Regions from separate parts of the Mus musculus genome. Here regions 1 and 2 are each linked to region 3. The links are chromatin contacts, called in public Hi-C maps. All regions are on one chromosome and are shown on one strand. Each heading gives the region's core, a stretch centred on a gene start, on an enhancer-like site or on the middle of the called end of the contact. The rest is flanking DNA. Distances are from core to core; before and after follow the strand shown. Region 1 has its middle 52 kb from the start of Klf3. Region 2 has its middle 22 kb from the start of Klf3. Region 3 overlaps Gm3716 (predicted gene 3716).

What was found. Hi-C and Micro-C count contacts between places; a contact is called where the count stands out from the background.
Region 1: a contact with region 3 is called in a Hi-C map of bone marrow-derived macrophages, with 32 read pairs. The contact joins two enhancer-like sites. A contact is called at or near these places in 9 of 484 Hi-C or Micro-C datasets (the N1E-115 cell line, bone marrow-derived macrophages, liver and 1 more), 4 of 115 datasets of contacts at active chromatin or transcription factors (bone marrow-derived macrophages, embryonic stem cells and fetal liver) and 1 of 9 other capture datasets (embryonic stem cells).
Region 2: a Hi-C map of bone marrow-derived macrophages shows a contact between it and region 3, with 27 read pairs. The contact joins two enhancer-like sites. A contact is called at or near these places in 1 of 15 datasets of contacts at CTCF or cohesin (the NIH/3T3 cell line), 4 of 484 Hi-C or Micro-C datasets (CD4 T cells, bone marrow-derived macrophages, cranial neural crest and 1 more), 5 of 115 datasets of contacts at active chromatin or transcription factors (embryonic stem cells, fetal liver and stem cell-derived neural progenitor cells) and 1 of 9 other capture datasets (embryonic stem cells).

The regions. Positions count from the first base shown.
Region 1 is chr5:64,749,779-64,753,823 of GRCm38.p6, forward strand. No RefSeq gene overlaps it. Among named protein-coding and RNA genes, the nearest start is that of Klf3, 52 kb to the right of the region's middle. Within about 2 kb of position 1,388, at least 35 of the 459 cell types and tissues checked have an H3K27ac peak or open chromatin away from gene starts, as enhancers often do. A contact at or near this core is called in bone marrow-derived macrophages, where this site is marked.
Region 2 is chr5:64,779,255-64,782,864 of GRCm38.p6, forward strand. No RefSeq gene overlaps it. Among named protein-coding and RNA genes, the nearest start is that of Klf3, 22 kb to the right of the region's middle. Within about 2 kb of position 1,722, at least 87 of the 459 cell types and tissues checked have an H3K27ac peak or open chromatin away from gene starts, as enhancers often do. A contact at or near this core is called in bone marrow-derived macrophages, where this site is marked.
Region 3 is chr5:64,597,794-64,601,621 of GRCm38.p6, forward strand. All of the region lies in intron 3 of Gm3716 (predicted gene 3716), which reads right to left. Among named protein-coding and RNA genes, the nearest start is that of Gm3716, 11 kb to the right of the region's middle. Within about 2 kb of position 2,433, at least 135 of the 459 cell types and tissues checked have an H3K27ac peak or open chromatin away from gene starts, as enhancers often do. A contact at or near this core is called in bone marrow-derived macrophages, where this site is marked.

The sequences.
Region 1 (4,045 bases), core at 138-2,637, 150 kb after region 3:
CATTGCTGCCGTTAAAGTCGGTTTCTCTCTTTCCCTGGAAACTGTCCTATGACGCGTACGTTTCTTGAGGGGGAAAACCAAAACAGTCCCCCTTTCTAAGGACAAAGAACGTGCCGAGTCTTCACAGTTACTCATCAAGCATGCTTAGGCCTCAGCTACCCTGGGCTCAGTCCTAGACAGCTGCTCTGAAACCATGAAAACCATTGCATTGCTAGTTACCGGAGGAGCGGGTGTGTGTGTGTGTGTGTGTGTGTGTGTGTGTGTGTGTGTGTGTAAGTGCTGTGATCGCTCTATCAGTGCTGGGGATGTCTGTGTTAAGGTTAAACCTTTATATTTTAATCTTATGAAGTCCCTTCCATTCCTCCCTAGCTGGGGACACCTTCGGTGGCATTGTTCTTGCCATTTTGTTTTGTTTTTTATTCATTGTTGTTTTGTTGTTCACTTTGAGATAAGATCTTACTCTGTAACCCAAGATGCCTGGAGCACATGGTAACTCAGGCTGACCTCAAACTCAGAACCATCCTCCTGCCTCAGTCTTCCCAGTGCTGTGATTATATACATGTTACCACTTCCAGCTGCATCCCTTTTATCCCTTTGTTCTGGCTGGCCTTGCTCCTATGGAAATGCACTCATATATATCTAATTCTGCAAGGATCTGCAAGGATTTCTCAAATACCCAGAGAGACCCAGAGAAGCCAGATTGAGAAGCCCTAAACTGAGATGGCACTGCCAAGAATCCACATGTAATAGAATCAGAGAGACGGCAGGTGCGATGAACCTGTATAGCAACTGCAGACCAAAGCCAGTCTCAGTATCTGGGTAATAGAGAAAGACCTGCCCATCCTGAGTCAGTCCTTATCAGACACGCCCAAATCTATTATGGGAAACAAGAGTATGTCATCAATACACTGTTATTACATACAGCATATGATGGTGTCCTTGAGGTAATGCCAAGTCACAAGACTTACTGATAATAAGAAGTTCTCATCAAAAACCCATATACCAGCATCAAGTACCAGAAACAGGTAAATGAAGGGCCCTGCCCATCAGAGCCCTTGATCTTGACATCACACACTGCTTATTGCTTCCAGTGTACCAGGCATTCTTAGCCCTTCATCAACTTCAAAGATCTCTCTCTCTCTCTCTCTCTCTCTCTCTCTCTCTCTCTCTCTCTCACACACACACACACACACACACACACACACACACACACACACACACACACACAAACACGAAGGGAGCAAGTGTCATTTTCCTGGGATCTATCTAATCTTTTGCAAGCCTCCTGGCCACAGTCCAAAAATTTCTGTCCTCACAATAACTTGTACATTTGCACAGTGACTGATCTGTGGTAGTCATACACACGGCACTTTAAACATCCCATGGACATGGTTTTGAAACTTCTTACTCGTGGTTTTGAGGTAGGATCAAATCATGTTCATGGCCAGCCTGGAACTCACAACAATCTCCCTTGCCTCTGACTCCCTCCCCAGTATTGGGAATTCAGATATCCACCAGCATACCTGTGCTTTAGCCTCCTTTAGCTCACAGGCTATGCAAGCAGGAGGCATTTCAGAGGCAATCAGAGGCTGATTTATAAATAAGGAAATGAGACTTGGATGATACAGGGTACTGGCACAGCTGTACCCTTCCCCGGGGGAAGGAAGCAATCCTTCAGGAAGTTATTCCACGCTGCCCTGGCTCAAAGTGCACCAAAGTCACCACACAGGCTTTGGTGACAACAGCTCGAGAGACAGTGACATTAGTCCAGGACAGAACGGCCAGAGACAAGGAGTGCCAAACCCTGGTGTCATTGTCATAGAAGCAGAGGCACCCAAATGAGCTTCCCCTCACTCCAAAGGGGGAAGCCTGGTCCACAAAACTAACAAGACATCATATTTAAAGTCACCCCAAAGGAGGCCAGGAAACCAAACCTGTGCCCTGACGCTACCTACCTCTAAGAACGCCAGGGGCAACTCATCCTAAAGCCTGCCTAAAGTAGGGAGAGAAAGGAGAGACCCTGCCCCCAAGCAGTCACCTTTTTGTCTTATCAAGCTGGAAGGATGAGTGACTGCCCTGTTTCCAATGCATTTAAACTGTCCTCAGCCTGAGGACCGCTCTCGGGGTTTTCATTGTCCCTGAAAAGCAAACATAGAAGAGAGAGGGAGATCATCTGAGAGAAACAAACCAGGGAAAGAGATCGGGTGAGGGTGTGACCTGTGGCTCCTGACTAATGCCACTCATGACTCCTCACTGAATGACAGTAGATGACAAACTGAGAAAGAAAGCTGGCATGCCTGAGCACCCGGGCCTGATGCTCAGGCTCAGCAAAGCAAAAGCAAAACAAAGCCAACCCACCGCATGGTCCAGCACCTGTAGCCCCAGCTACTCAGGAGGCTGAGACAGAAGGATTGCATATTAGAGTCTGAGACCATACCAGGGAGTGGTGGCAAACACTTTTAATCCCAGCATTTGGGAGGCAGAGGCAGGCAGGTCTCTGTGAGTTTGAGGCCAGCCTGGTCTACAGAGTGAGTTCCAGGACAGCCAGGGCTACCCAGAGAAACCTCAAATACACAAACAAAGAAACAAACAAACAACAAAAGTCTGAGGCTAGGTAGACAACATTGCAAGACCATGTCTGCTGAAACAACAACCAAACCACACTAATACCGAAACAAACAAGGTTCTATCCCCTCTCCTAGGGGACATAACACTGGAATAGGAGAACATAGCACATAGTTGTTTAACTGTAGTTTTGTTTGTTTATTTGTTTTTCTCTAAAGAAAGTAGTTTAGAGGTTAGAAAAATGGCTTACATGACACCTTGAGTTCTGTCCCCAGGACCCACATCAGGTGACTCACAACCCCCTGACCCACACTTCTAACATTTTTGGGTACCTATACATACAAGCCATATACTCACATAGACTCACATTAATTAATTAATTAGTTAATTAATTAAGATTAAATACATTTGAAAATATTTAAAAAGAGTGGAGCTTATGATGGACCTATGATGGTAGTGTTAACTTCTGTCAATTTATCATTTATGTAGGAAACACCAAAACCATAAAGTCATATATTGAGTATGTCACATATAATACACATGGTACAGAGATGGATCAATGACCTGAGCTTGTCTAATTAGCCTCAGTTGAATTATAATATCTCTAATCTTCCCTACTCCATTACAAGGTGATACACTGATATTCAATATAAGCCCATACACACATATATGCTTATGTAATATAAGCATACGTGTGCATTTATATATGTGTATCACATTGAAACCACCTGATACCTCCAAGTCTCCCCTTCAGCTGAACAAGTTAGTTCACTGGGCATTCAGGGAACAGATCCTGAGCCCTCTTGGGCCACACACATTGTTTGCTCAACCTGTAAACATGTAATTATTTAACTTGCCTTCTAAAATAGCACCACGCCCTGGATATGATGCAAACTCCAGCATTACAAGATAAGTTCTGTCTCAAGTTTCTGCTCGTTAACAGTGCCTGAAGTATTTGCTCATAGGCTCGGGGGCCGAGGCAGAAGTAAACAGTCAGGCCAGCACTACAGGGATGCCCGGGTTACAAAACCCACTTTCTTCTATTGTGAAATCAATGAATGAAGTTCAGAGGGACTCCTGGACAGATGGCTTCATCCCACACCACACTGGTCAAAAGACACCTCTGGCCACCTTCCTGACCCCAATACCCAGGTCATTCTCCCTGCCCCTGGTATCCGTGGCAAGCCTGGGCAACCTCCCAGCAGGGCCTCTTCTATTGCATGTCTTTTGTCTGCATCCGGTCCAATGGATGACATCAACCTGCTTTCCTCCAATAGGCATTGCTCTCCAAGGGCCTTCACATGGGGGGTTGACCTGCCTGGACTTTCTGATCTTTAAAACTACAAAAATCACCCCCCCCCTTTTTTGGTGTGGCTCCTTCTCTAATTAAACAAAACACAATGTCCTGGACATGAGCCTCTGTACTTTGGTACCATCTGATTTTGGGTATCTTGCCTCCTCCCCCACTACCTCAAATATA
Region 2 (3,610 bases), core at 472-2,971, 180 kb after region 3:
TGGAGTATTCCTTTAAGGACTATGGGATACTCAGCACTTCTCTGCTATTTTGGCTTTCTAATCCTGCGTAAGCAATCCTTGTGTGCCACCTTACAGGGGCCTGAAAGGGAGGACCCAATTAATAGCAGGCTGAGACCTTCAAAACTGAGCAGAAATAAACATTTTCTCATTATGATCATATCAGACATTTCATGACAGTGCAGAAAGCTAACTGACACCGTTTATATAAGATTACTAGCTGGGTAGAATGCTGGTAGCTGTTTTGTTTGTCTGGTTTGGTTAGATTTTTCAGTGTTTTTTTGAAACAAGATCTCACAGTGTAGCATGGGATTGCCTTTGACTTACTGGCTGGGCTAAACAGAACTCATGGCATTAGCCTCCTAGTGATGAGATTGTAAGTGTGTGCCATATACCCTATTAAAACATTCTTTAATATCTAATAGACTGGGCTGTCTAACGAGCAGGCTCAGTAAAGACAGGCACGTGCTGCTAACCCTGATGAACTCAGTTTGATTCTTTGGACCTACACAGTGGAAGGAGAAAACCAACTCCAAAGAGTTGTAAAGTTGTCCTCTGACCTCCACATAGCCACCATGGCATCCACATATAATATATATACATATATATACATATATACATATATATACATATATACAGATATACAGATACAGATATAGATAGATGAGTACTCTGTAGCTGTCTTCAGATACACCAGAGGGGACATCGGATCCCGTTACAGATGATTCTGAGCCACCATGTGGTTGCTGGGAATTGAACTCAGGACCTTTGGAAGAGCTGTCAGTGCTCTTAACTGCTGAGACATCTCTACAGCCCAGTTAGTCAGTTTCTTATAATTGCATCAAGTTCCTAAGAAAAAAATATGTAAGGGCAGACTTACTCTGCCCCACACAGCTTTATAGGTTTCAATCCAGACACCTGTCCCACTGTTTGCTTTGGATTTGGGTCAAGGCTGAGTGAAGGAATGACAGAGACGGGTGACAGTGTGACAGAGCAGAGCCTCAAGTAACTCTTAGACAGCAGAGGATGGAGCGCAACAAGGAAAAGCCCCGCTGACATGCCTTCAATGACCTACTGCTTCCAACTAGGCTCCACCTCTGAAAGTGCCCATTGTCTCCAAAAAACGCCATCTAATTGTGAAGTGGCCCCTGGATAAGAACATCCATTGAGTAGGTCAGGGCATCCACGATCCATCACTCACCCTCTCAGTCACTGGCCTGACCAGCCAGACACCGAGCCTTCACTGCAGCCTTTCAGAGAGACTGGATATCTCAACCATAACCGCCCTCGTTTTCTGATTTTCCTTATTCCTCCTCATCTCCATGTTGTATAAATACATTGTCTCAAAAGAAAGGGGGAGGGGGGACGACAAACATCAGCTCTAACCGTGCTTTTAATGTTTTCATGAGAGAAAGACACATGGTTCAGTGAATTAAAAACTGAAGAGATGCATGCATGGTGCGCTTGGTCCAAGTACACATAATCAAATGGGGAAAAGTTAAAGCATATTAACTGAGGGAAGAAAAACACGGCTCAGGGGACTGGCAGCTGGGGAGGGAGGGGCTGTGGGCGGGGCAGGGGAACTGAGTCAGGGAGACAAACAGGATGCTGGGAGGTGAGAAATAAGGGTGGGGAGTAGTGGGGAGTCTGAAGAGGAACTAACAAGATCTGTTGCTTATAGTTACCCAGAAACCCTTCAGAACAATAACACACAAACAAACTTAAAAGGAAGAAGCTGCAGGAGAGGGCTTCCAGCGGAGGAGATCAGCTGGTGTTCTGGTGTTGGGGGAGCTGTAGGTCAGCTCTCTCATAGTCACTGACTCTTCTTGACTAGATGGATCCGGGCAAAGCACGGTAGACCGGAAGAGTGGACCCCGGGCCCCAGGAAGTACATGCCTGTAAAAATGGGAACCTGGGCTCTGTTCATTCTAAGTTGCCGGCGCCTCTGGTTTCCAGCCTTTTCTGCTTGGCGATGCTTTCGAACAGATATATTTTGAGGAAGAATTCTGGTTTCGAGAAGCTGAGCAGGCCCAGCCACTCAAGCGGCCACCAAAAACTTCAAAATTTCTTCCAGACTTCTCACCCCTTCTTCAAGGGCTACCTCACCCCTTCCTTCTTGCCCCCTTTCCAGGTGCGTGAGTCTGAGGGTGCTTCCAAAAAGCTAAATTTTGCCTTTCATTAGACACAACTTACCCACTTCTTTCTAGCTATTTTTAAAAACACTTTTCCTTGCTCCTGAAAAGTGTGTTTATTAAAGAAAAACTACTTCAGAGTATTGAAATGTAAAGAAAAAAGAAGCCATCCTCCGGCCAGCCGCTGAGACAACAAGCCTTCCAATCATTTTCTTTCTTTCTCTTTTTTTTAATTAACTTACTTATTTTATGTATGAGTACACTGTTTCTGTCTTGAGGCACAGCAGAAGAGGACATCTGATCCTGTTACAGATGGTTGTGAGCCACCACGTGGTTGCTGGGAGTTGAACACAAGACCTTTGGAAGAGCACTTAACCACTGAGCCATCTCTCCAGCCCCACAAGGGTCTTCTTTTAAATTACTGGATTCACCAGACTTGACATCACTCTTTCACAAGGCTCTGAAGATTTCTAAGTGGCAACCTCAGTCACAAGTAGGGAAGGTATAGTAGAGAAAGTGACAGCTCTGCTCTCTGCTAAGGCGAATGCAGATGCATTATAAACTCTCTGAGTAGAGATCAACATCCTTCCGGCCCCCAGTGCCTGAGCCCTGGCTGTCCCAGTCTGCTGCTTAAATTTCTGATGCAACGGGGCGGTTTAATCCCAGCACTTGGGAGGCAGAGGCAGGCGGATTTCTGAATTCGAAGCCAGCCTGGTCTACAGAGTGAGTGCCAGGACAGCCAGAGCTACACAGAGAAACCCTGTCTCGAAAAAACCAAAAAAAAAAAAAATGTTTCTGATGCATGGGACCAGAAACCTCAGCCTGATACAATGTAGCTGGAAGCCCCCCCCCCTTTTTTTAAACTTTTTTTATTAGGTATTTTCGTCATTTACATTTCAAATGCTATCCCAAAAGTCCCCCATACCCTCCCCCCACTGCCCTCCCTCTCCCACTCCCACTTCTTGGCCCTGCTGTTCCCCTGTACTGAGGCATATAAAGTTTGCAAGACCAAGGGGCCTCTCTTTCCAATGATGGCAGACTAGGCCATCTTCTGCTACATATGCAGCCAGAGACACGAGCTCCGTGGGTACTGGTTAGATCATATTGTTGTTCCTCCTATAGGGTTACAGACTTCTTTAGCTCCTTGGGTACTTTCTCTAGCTCTTCCATTGGCAGCCCTGTGTTCCATCCAATAGCTGACTGTGAGCATCCACTTCTGTGTTTGCCAGGCACCGGCATAGCCTCCATATTTTTTTTCCAGCAAATCTTCCTTCCCCAAAGACCTCTGCACCATTCCTAAGGACAACCACAGGCTGAGTTTTCCTATAGACAACAGAGTAAAACTTCCAAAGCACTTGTGAATGGGCCACGCTAGGAGACCCAGGAGTTAAAAGGCTGACCAACATCCTTCCAACCATCCTGAAACTTGTGTAATGTCATTTGCTTTAGATGCAAAGACT
Region 3 (3,828 bases), core at 1,183-3,682:
CCTTGAGGAAATGCCTCTATGAGACCCAGCTGTAAGGCATTTTCTCAATTAGTGATCAAGGGAGGGAGGATCCATTGTGGGTGGTGCCATCCCTGGGCTGGTAGTCTTGGGTTCTATAAGAAAGCAAGCTGAACAAGCCAGCGGGGAGCAAGCCAGTAAGTAGCATTCCTCCATGGCCTCTGCATCAGCTTCTGCTTCCTGACCTGCTTAAGTTCCAGTCCTGACTTTCTTTGATGATGAACAACAATGTGGAAGTGTAGGCTGGATAAATCCTTTCCTTCATAAACGTGCTTTTTGGTCATGATGTTTGTCCAGGAATCCTGCACAAACCCTGACAAAGACAACCTCTCTGCTACTCTCCAGGTCATATAGATAAAATCCCTACATGTTTTTTAGAGTCTTCAGAACGATCATTTGCTTTACAGTTTAAGTTCTCAGAAGGGAGAGAGTATGCCTGTGGCAGGTTTATTCGTAGAGTAGCTTTGTACAGACTCTCTAAAACGGCAGTTCTTAACCTGTGGGTTGTGATTCCTTTGGGGGTCAAATGACCCTTTTAAAGAGGTCACCTAAGACCATCAGAAAACATAGGTATTTACATTACGATTCATAACAGTAGCAAAATTACAGTTATGAAGTAGCAATGAAAATATTTTTATGATTGTGGGGTCACCACAACATGTGTTTTATTAATTTATTTTTATTTCATTTATTAATTAAAGGGTTTTAGCCTTAGGATGGTTGGGAACCACTGCTTTAGAACATAATACATGGTGAGAAATAAATTTTATCTCAGCTCAGTCCATACGTCACTTATACATTTACCTTTAAAGAAGAGTCTCACAAAGCCATACAGCTTTAACTCTGTGCCTTGCTCAGTGAGGTTTTGTTTTCTATTTTTAGTTTTCTATTTCTTTCTACGTTGATGTCAAGGTCCACGAATGGAACCCAGTCCGAACTCTGGAACCTTGCTACCAGGAGTCCAGCCCATGCTGACATCCAATCAGTACTAACTAACTACCCAGAACACCCTTGGCCATTTCCTCTGAGGACTCTCAACCTCCACCTGCCTCTCCACCCTGCAGACTTCTTCAGAGGAAATTGGAGACCAGGACAAATGTGATTCTCTAATCTTTCTGGAATCTTCCTAGTCCCCACTTAAAGAACTTCATTAGAGTCAGAGTGCACTTCATAGGAAATGATTTACATTGGAAAAAAAGATGAATGTCTTTTTTCCTTGCCTAGGATAGTGAACTTCCTGTGATTCAAAATCCTTTTCATGGGTAAAGGTCACTTTCTAACTTATGTGCGGCATCTGAGTATGTTTGGTTGAAAAGGGTGTGACTCTCAAAGCATTAATGGGGTTTGCAGACAGATGAAAAACAAAACAAAACAAAACAAAAAGCCACCAAGCTTACGACACACTTAAAAGGGGAATGACAAGAATCACACAGTTGCAAAGTGACACAAACACTGCCAGCGTGCCCTGAACCATGAAGCCAGCCCACCTGATCCTGCCTGAGAGAGGAAAGACTCCCATGGGACATCTGATCAGGAGCACAGCATGTGGCCTTGTGGATTCTTGTGGGCCTTTTTTTTTTTTTTTTTCTTTTAAATCAAATCTGTTGTGAACAAAGACAAAATAAATATGATGTTTGTTCTGGAGACACTGACTGTCCCTTACGGAAATAAAAGATTGGTGACCATTTGCCCTCCCTAGTGTAGCAGATAGCAGCTAGGGTATAGGGTCTGACCAACATAATATACCTGGTCTCCCAACTCCGTTCCTGTCATATGATTGATTGACTCTGTGTGAGTCCAGAGTCACTCAGCTATGGGTGTTTGCTCATCTGTAAAATACAGAGATTGGCACTATTCTTGAAGGTAACTCTGACATGGAATTAACGTGAGGAGCTTGCAAAGCAGTCATGTCTTGTACATAGGCTAAGATCCATGCGAGCACTTATTAAATGAAGTCTAATTTATGATGAAAACTGCAGTCTTCTGCCCTCCAGTTCAGGGCAGAGGAAATAGAAATCAACCTTTAAAAAGCCTGGGTTTCTCTCTTCTCTAGCTTTCCTTTGGGGGCAACCAGCCCTTGCCTTTCAGGTTGAGTGGCACAGCACTCAGAGAGGGCCCCGCTACTCAGGACTCGGTGGGGAGTTTTTCCAGCTTCTTACTGCAAAATCTTCCTTCCTTTCCTCAAGAGAAAAAGAGCTGTTCTCTACAGAAGAAACACAAAAGGGGCCAGCTGGAAGACATGCTAAAGCGAGAACCCTACATACACTCAGATTCTACGGGTGCGCTGCTTGCTGATGTAACGGCCAAGAATCAGAAACCGGAAGTAGAAACGCTGAATGAAAACAAACCATCTGGGCTGAGCTACCGAGGGAGCAAATGTCTAAGACCCTCATTGGCGGCTGCTCAGGCTTCGTGAGCAAGGCAGGAAGCAGACGATTGTGAAGCCTGTGAAGGTTTCTGCTCCCCAAGCTGGTCGGGGGTGGGGGTGGGGGGATGCTAAGGTAGCAGATCACATCCTTAAAGATCTAAAATTAAGATCTAATAAATTAAAGATGAAAAAATCTAAAATAATAACAAATAAAAGGTTGCTTGCCCATCTGGACATAGATCTGATGTCCAGGTGAGATAACGCACGGATGCCATCTCTGTGGAAAAATAATCAACTGCTTTAAAGGAAGCCAAGGGTGGGATCTCGCTTCCTGGACTGGGGTAGAGAAGGGGAATGTGTGAAATACACAAACCAGAGCTGCTGCTGATACCCCAAGGACAGACACGGCTGGAGGACCACCCAGTGTCAGCTCAGAAGAAGGGGGACGGATAAGCTAAACCCAGCCCCCTGGGAATATCAGCATACCAGACAGAGTTTGAGGAAGAACAGTTAAAAGCCATATGGTCGAAACGTCTTTCTTAAAAACTGGCTGGATAAAACCTGCACAAATGAATGGTTATATGTGTGCAAAAGTCCATGGAAAGGGTTAAAAATAAAAACAAAGGCCTGTAAGTATGGTCTCAGCTAATCAACTAAGAACTAAGTAATGCATCTCATATTCACATTCTGTCTCTGTCTCCCCTCCCCCTCCCCCGGCTTTATACTCCATGTGTAACCTGGACTGTCCTTGAACTCATAGTCTTGCTCCCAAGTGCTGGTAATATGCTTAGCTACATGGGTCTCCTCTAAAATAAAAAGAGAGACGGCTCAGCAGTTGAGAGCTGCTGACTGCTCTCCTGAAGAACCTGGGCTCAGTACCCAGCACCTACACTGACACTAACAACCATCTAACTCCAGTCCTAGGGCATCTTATGCCTTTTGGCATCCATGGGCACTCTGCACATGCACAGACATACATGCAGGCACACATACACACATAAAATAGAGATAAATAAATCTCTGGGAAAAAAATAGAAGTTAAAATGGGAATCTGGGGTTTAATGAAGAGCACATTTATTCTTAAGTTTCCTGGAACTCTGAATCTAGACATATTATATGGGAGTATATGTATCCTTGTGTATATGATCATATCACACACTCATGTTTAACATGTATGGTTTCTATCTATGCGTATTTTAGAACTCTCTCTCCATTCCTATCACTTAGCTACACATCATACACACACACACCCTTAAGCTCTTAACAAGTAAGATCTGTCAGTGAAAATGTCAACGGTACCAACCGACTCTACACATTAATCTAGACAATAAGCCTCACCCTAAACAAGAGATTATCTACAAACGCACGCCTCTCCTCTTGTTCCTCGAGATAACTGGCTCAATCACAAGAACAGGCCTGAGAGTGACCAGGGGCTTCTGAGT